Linked DNA regions of Mus musculus: region 1 is linked to region 2. Evidence: chromatin contacts called from public HiChIP or PLAC-seq data. All regions are on one chromosome and are shown on one strand. Each heading gives the region's core, a stretch centred on a gene start, on an enhancer-like site or on the middle of the called end of the contact. The rest is flanking DNA. Distances are from core to core; before and after follow the strand shown.

What was found. HiChIP or PLAC-seq counts read pairs in DNA pulled down with a chosen protein or histone mark.
Region 1: an H3K27ac HiChIP or PLAC-seq map of large pre-B cells shows a contact between it and region 2, with 4 times the contacts expected there. The contact joins two enhancer-like sites. A contact is called at or near these places in 2 of 115 datasets of contacts at active chromatin or transcription factors (double positive thymocytes and large pre-B cells).

Annotation. Positions count from the first base shown.
Region 1 is chr11:118,182,784-118,185,483 of GRCm38.p6, forward strand. Cyth1 (cytohesin 1) reads right to left here. Exons shown (of 14, transcript NM_011180.4): 5 at 2,598-2,700; 6 at 2,189-2,269; 7 at 1,099-1,211; 8 at 1-130. Among named protein-coding and RNA genes, the nearest start is that of Gm38514, 46 kb to the left of the region's middle. Within about 2 kb of position 1,253, at least 17 of the 459 cell types and tissues checked have an H3K27ac peak or open chromatin away from gene starts, as enhancers often do.
Region 2 is chr11:117,318,908-117,321,607 of GRCm38.p6, forward strand. The region is part of intron 2 of Septin9 (septin 9); the gene reads left to right. Among named protein-coding and RNA genes, the nearest start is that of Gm34065, 6.7 kb to the right of the region's middle. Within about 2 kb of position 1,289, at least 196 of the 459 cell types and tissues checked have an H3K27ac peak or open chromatin away from gene starts, as enhancers often do.

The DNA of each region.
Region 1 (2,700 bases), core at 3-2,502, 860 kb after region 2:
AGGTCTCCTCCGTCGTTGATGCCTCGGTTCATGGCGATGAATCTCTCCACCGTAGGCTTGTCTTTGACATTGGGGTTGTGTAGGCTGGTGTTCAGCATTATGATTGCGAAGGACAGGACATAGCAGGTGTCTAGAAAGAGGAGACCAGGCTGTGAGAGCAGAGGAGACAGCTACCCAGGACAGGAGACACTGGCAGGAAGAGCAGATGAGCCAAGTGTACATATGTTCCCAGGCTTATGTTCCTGGAAGGGGCAAGGCACATGACCTCACTAAAGACACTCATTCTATTTTTCAGATATAAAAGAACAGGAAAACAATAAAACGGCTGGGAGTAGTGGAGCATGACGTTAGCCTCCATACTCAAAAGGCATATTTCTGTGAGTTCCAGTACAGCCTGGTCTATAAAAGGCCAGCTAGGGCTATACAACAAAATCTCAGACCAATACAATGTATCAAAAAGAAAAAATTAACTGCAATTCTATTTAGTAATAATTTGGTCTGCTTTATTTCTTCTGTATAAATGTGCCTATAAAATCACTTTACAGACACTATAATGCACTATCACCCGAGCATATGTATGAGATAGATACATACACAGGGGATAGGTATATACATTACACACACATATATATGCTTTTTTGTTAATCTTATCATTTTCCCATGCCAATATCTTCATAAGAACATAATATTTCTTTCTTTTTAAGGCAAGGTCTTGCTTAAGTAGCCTAGCTAGCTATATTCATAAATTTGCTTTTGAGACAGAGTTTCTCTGTGTAGCCCTAGCTGTCCTGGTACTTGTCCTGAAGACCAGGCTAGCCACAAACTCAGAGATCTGCCTCTTGAGTGCTGGGATCAAAGGCTACCACTGCCCAGTGTTAAGACATCTTTAATAGTTATATGCTTTGTAATTCTGAACCCAGTGCTGCACACACATGAGGCAAGCACTCCTCCACTAAGCACACCAGGTGTAGTGCTGGTCTTCTGGATACGTTCAGTCTTTCCAGGTTGTACACACCAGTAAGTAACTGTTCTTGGAATGGACTCAGCCTCTTGTCCTAGCTCTCCCTCCCCGACTCACACAGAGGCTCCCTCCCTCACCTGTAGACTGGAACACCCCAGTATTGCACTGACAGTACCGCTGGGCAAAGGCCTCCATCATCCGGTCAATCTTCTGGGCCTCTCCAGGGAGCCGGAAGCTCCACAGGAACTGCCTGAGGGTGAAGACAGGAGCATTGTTTTGACCAGTTTTGCTGCTAGTGTGGCAGTTAATAACACATGGGGAAGGAAGTGGGGGCTTCAGAAACTGAACAGAAGCAAATGTAACCACTGTGGCCTTAAATGAACTGAGAAGCCAAGAAGAACAGCCCCACTTTAGAGCAACACACAAAAGTGAAATACAGATCTTAATCATTTAAAATGAACTCTAAAGGAAGAATTCATTCAGGGCAGTCACTATGGAACCCTGTAAATCATATGGGACCACAGCCACAAGGTTAGTTCTGCAACACTGCATCATTAAAAAATCAGAGTTCAAAAAAAAAAAAATCTTAGGATTTATATCCACGGCAGAAAAAAAATGGCTTTAAAGGGCACAAAACAAGCTTGGTTTAAAAGCTGAAGCTGAAGCCAGTGGTGGTACATGCCTTTAATCCCAGCACTTGGGAGGCCGAGACAGGCGGATTTCTGAGTTCGAGGCCAGCCTGGTCTACAAAGTGAGTTCCAGGACAGCCAGGGATACACAGAGAAACCCTGTCTGGAATACAAAACAAAATAAACAAACAAAAAAGCTGAAGTTGAGCCATGTGGTGGTGGTGCACTTGGGAAGCAGAAGCAGGAGGATATCTTGAGTTTGTGGCCAGCCTGGTGTATAGAGTTCCTGGACAGCCAAAGCTACAAAGAAAAACCCTGTCTCCAAGGGGAAAAATGATAGTTGATTTTTTCCTTTCCTTTTCTTTTCTTTAACGAAATACACAGCTACCTAGTTTAGGGTAAGAAATGAAAGGGTTTTCTATTGTGAAGAGTAGAAATAATTTCAGTATTTAAGGACAGATCAGTCTGTCCACTCCCAAGACCAAGAAGCAGTCCTAGTGAATGCTATTCCACGCAGGCATGTACATGGCCTTCCTGAAAACTACTTCAGGACAGTCACAACCACCCTGCCCTACGGTGCCCGGTTGACGACACCCACCGCAAGGCCTGGACGAGGTTCAGGTCGGTGAACTCGTGCAGTTCCACAAACGCATGCAGGACCTGGATGCTGAACTCATCCCTACAGGAGACAGACAAGAGTGAGGAGCACACGTCGGACCCTGACACTGACCAAGACCCATCCTGAGCCCAAGCAGATGGCATCCCCAGAGTCCCAGCCCATCAGACCTCTCAGCCTGGCCATGCACAGTCACGAGGCTGTTGGCCTGGCTCTGTTTGCTAACTAAACAAGCAAGGCACCTCTACGCCCCTGGACAAGTAAGGTAATCCCTCCACTCAGCGCCATTGTGGCTCTGGCTGCCCTGGTACCACAGTCACCCACCCCATGGACTTAGGCAGCAGGGAGCTTACTTCTTCCACTGGCTCTGACCCAGCTCTAAGGGCCTCACCTCTCCCCAAGGTAGTCGCCGATGGCTGTCTTGTTGAGCCCCTCCCCTTTATACAGGAACTGGGCGATGTCCTCACAAGTGTTCTTCAGCAGGCCATTCTCGA
Region 2 (2,700 bases), core at 39-2,538:
ACAGGGCCAAGGCTCAGGTCCCAGAATGCCCTGGGCACCATGACTAGAACTGAAGCAGGGGAGAGAAGCGTGGGTTTGAGGAGGTCAGAGAGTCATGGTGCTATATCCTCATATCCGGACACTGGTAGCCCCAGGGGTCCCTGTGGTCTCTGACTCAGAAAGGTCACCTCTTGGAACTAAGACTAGACTCCAGCTGTGGCTGCTTCTAGAACAGGCAGAGCTCAGAGGAAGCGGGGACCTTACCTTTGGCTGCCAGACAGTTCCGGGCACCAACCGAGCCAGCTCTTCTGAGCTGCTGAGCTGAGCTGAGGTCTGTCGGATTCATGTGGCTGATAGGCATTAGAGCTTTGTGGTCCCAATGTGTTTAAGGGCCCTTTACCTACAGTAAGCACCTCCTTGAATCCATCGGCCCTGTCCTATTGGGTCTTTGCCATTATTAGTGTTTCACAGAGAAGGGATGAAGGCACAGAGAGGTCTCACGGCTGTTGGCTAAGGCAAACTGATAGTTTAAATTTGGGCCTCTTCCCTAAGCTCTGTCACTGGCTTAGTGGTGTGGGAGGTGTGTTATTGATGATTGGTTTCCTAGCTTTCTCTGCTGTGGTGGCGTGCACCTTTGCTGGGGACAGGAAGCCTTGAGGATGTGCCTTGCACGAAAGGGTTAACGAACACACACACACACACACACACACACACACACACACACAGAGAGAGAGAGAGAGAGAGAGAGAGAGAGAGAGAGAGAGACACTCATACACAGAGCTTTCCCAGGCCAGAGCCGGAACAGAGGGGCCTTATCTGCAGAGGAAGGGGTGGGTGGGATGTGGGACTCTGCAGGCTCCTCTCCACTCTCAGCTTCAGTACCTTCTGTGGGCCAGCTGTTCAGAGCTCAGTCAGAGGGCGGAGGGGGACCCAGCAATGTGGGATTCATTACTGGGTTTGGCAGAAGACTGAATCCCCTGAGGTGGGGTGGGGGTGGGACCTCCTGGAGTAGAGGTCTAGAATGGGGGAGGGGAAGGTCGTTTCCCCCACCCCCAAGTTCCCCCACCCCTTTCCTTTTCCTGCGCTTAGAGCAGCTGTCTCCACTGATGGAGTCTCTTCCCTGAAGGGGTGTGGCCTGGCCTCTTTGGCCCCTGCCACCTACAGCCTGTTGAGCTATAGTGGCCTCTTGGGTGGAGGCCGGGCGGAGGACGGAGGACAGAGGGCGGTGAGCATCAGTTCCTCTGCCTTGGGAGTAACTGAAAGCAGCACTGGGGCTAAGTGCAGAAGGCGGGGCCCACTGTGTGGGGCAGAGCTGAAGAGTGTCCCGGCTGCGTGACATGACTACACCTGCTGTTTGAGCACTTGGGAGGCCTGGATGACATAGCCCGGTCCCAGGCTGGCCAGAGTTACACAGCAAGGCACTGTGAGGAGAAAGAGAAAGCCCGAGTGTTATGAGGCCGGAGGAAGTGGGGGTGGAGGGCCTAGAAGCTGATTGTCTGTGCTGATTGAAGATAGGCTACAGGGCTAAAGCACCGTAGATGAGGCTCAGGCACACATAGGTCGTGTAAAACCACCTGTAGGAATAGGACCAGAGTGGCAAAGTAGCTTTCCAGAGGTCACACAGCTTAGCCTTGGTGCCTCACTCATACAAATGGTTCCTGTTGTAATTCAGAGCTCCTTGGCCACACCTCAGTCACCAAGCCCCAGCAAGGCCTGATGCAGAAGTGGTTGGAGCGCCAGAGGCAGAGAGAAGTGAGACCTCTGTAGTAGCCCTGAGCCTGGGGCAGAGCACAGCACTGCCCCACCCAGACCTCTGTGGGGGTGAGTGAGCAGGCTGGGAGGGGCTGGCTTGCACGCATGCACGAAACTGACTGTTCTCCCTCTCAGATGGGACCCAAGGCCTCCCTGCCTGTGAGGGGTGGGGCTTCACAATGGTTCTAATGAGGGACCTCCATAGGTCAGCAGTCACACTACTAGCAGGCCAGGTACCACCCCAGGAAAGCCTGGAATGACTCACACATCCAGAGTGGAGAATGTTTGTGAGTTTTTTTTTCCAAAAAGATATATTTTGTTTAAAATTTCATGTGTATTGGACACCACGTGCATACCTAATGCCCACAGGGGCCAAGAGAGGGCATCAGACCCCTCCTGGAACTGTGAGCCACCACAGGGGTGCTGGGAACTAAACTTGGGTCCTCAGCTCGAGTGGCTGGTGCTGGGCTGTGCCATCTCTAGCATGGAGGACTCCTTTTAAAATACTTTATTGATTTATTATTATTATTATTATTATTATTTGTGTGTCTGTGTACATCATGATGCACACATGGAGGTCAGAGGACATTTTTTCTTTTTTAATTTTTGTCCCCAAGCCCAGAGGACAATTTTGTAGAGTCATTTCTCTCTCCACCTTTATGTAGGTTCCAGGGATTGAACTCAGGTCAGCAGGCTGCTGTAGCAAGCACCATACCTACTGAGCCACCTCACTTACCAGAGAGCCTCACTGTCCCCCAGGAATATTCTCCTGCACACCTGTGGACTGACACATCTTGCCTGTGGGGCAGCCAGGCGCCTGAGAAAGCAAGCATTGGCCATGGCCACGCCCCAGGTCAGAGGTCACATTGGGAGCAGGATGCTGACGAAGGCTGATTTTTTTTTTTTGGACAGGGTCTCATTATGTAGTTTTGGCTGTCCTGGAACTCATTATGTAAAGGTCCTTGCACC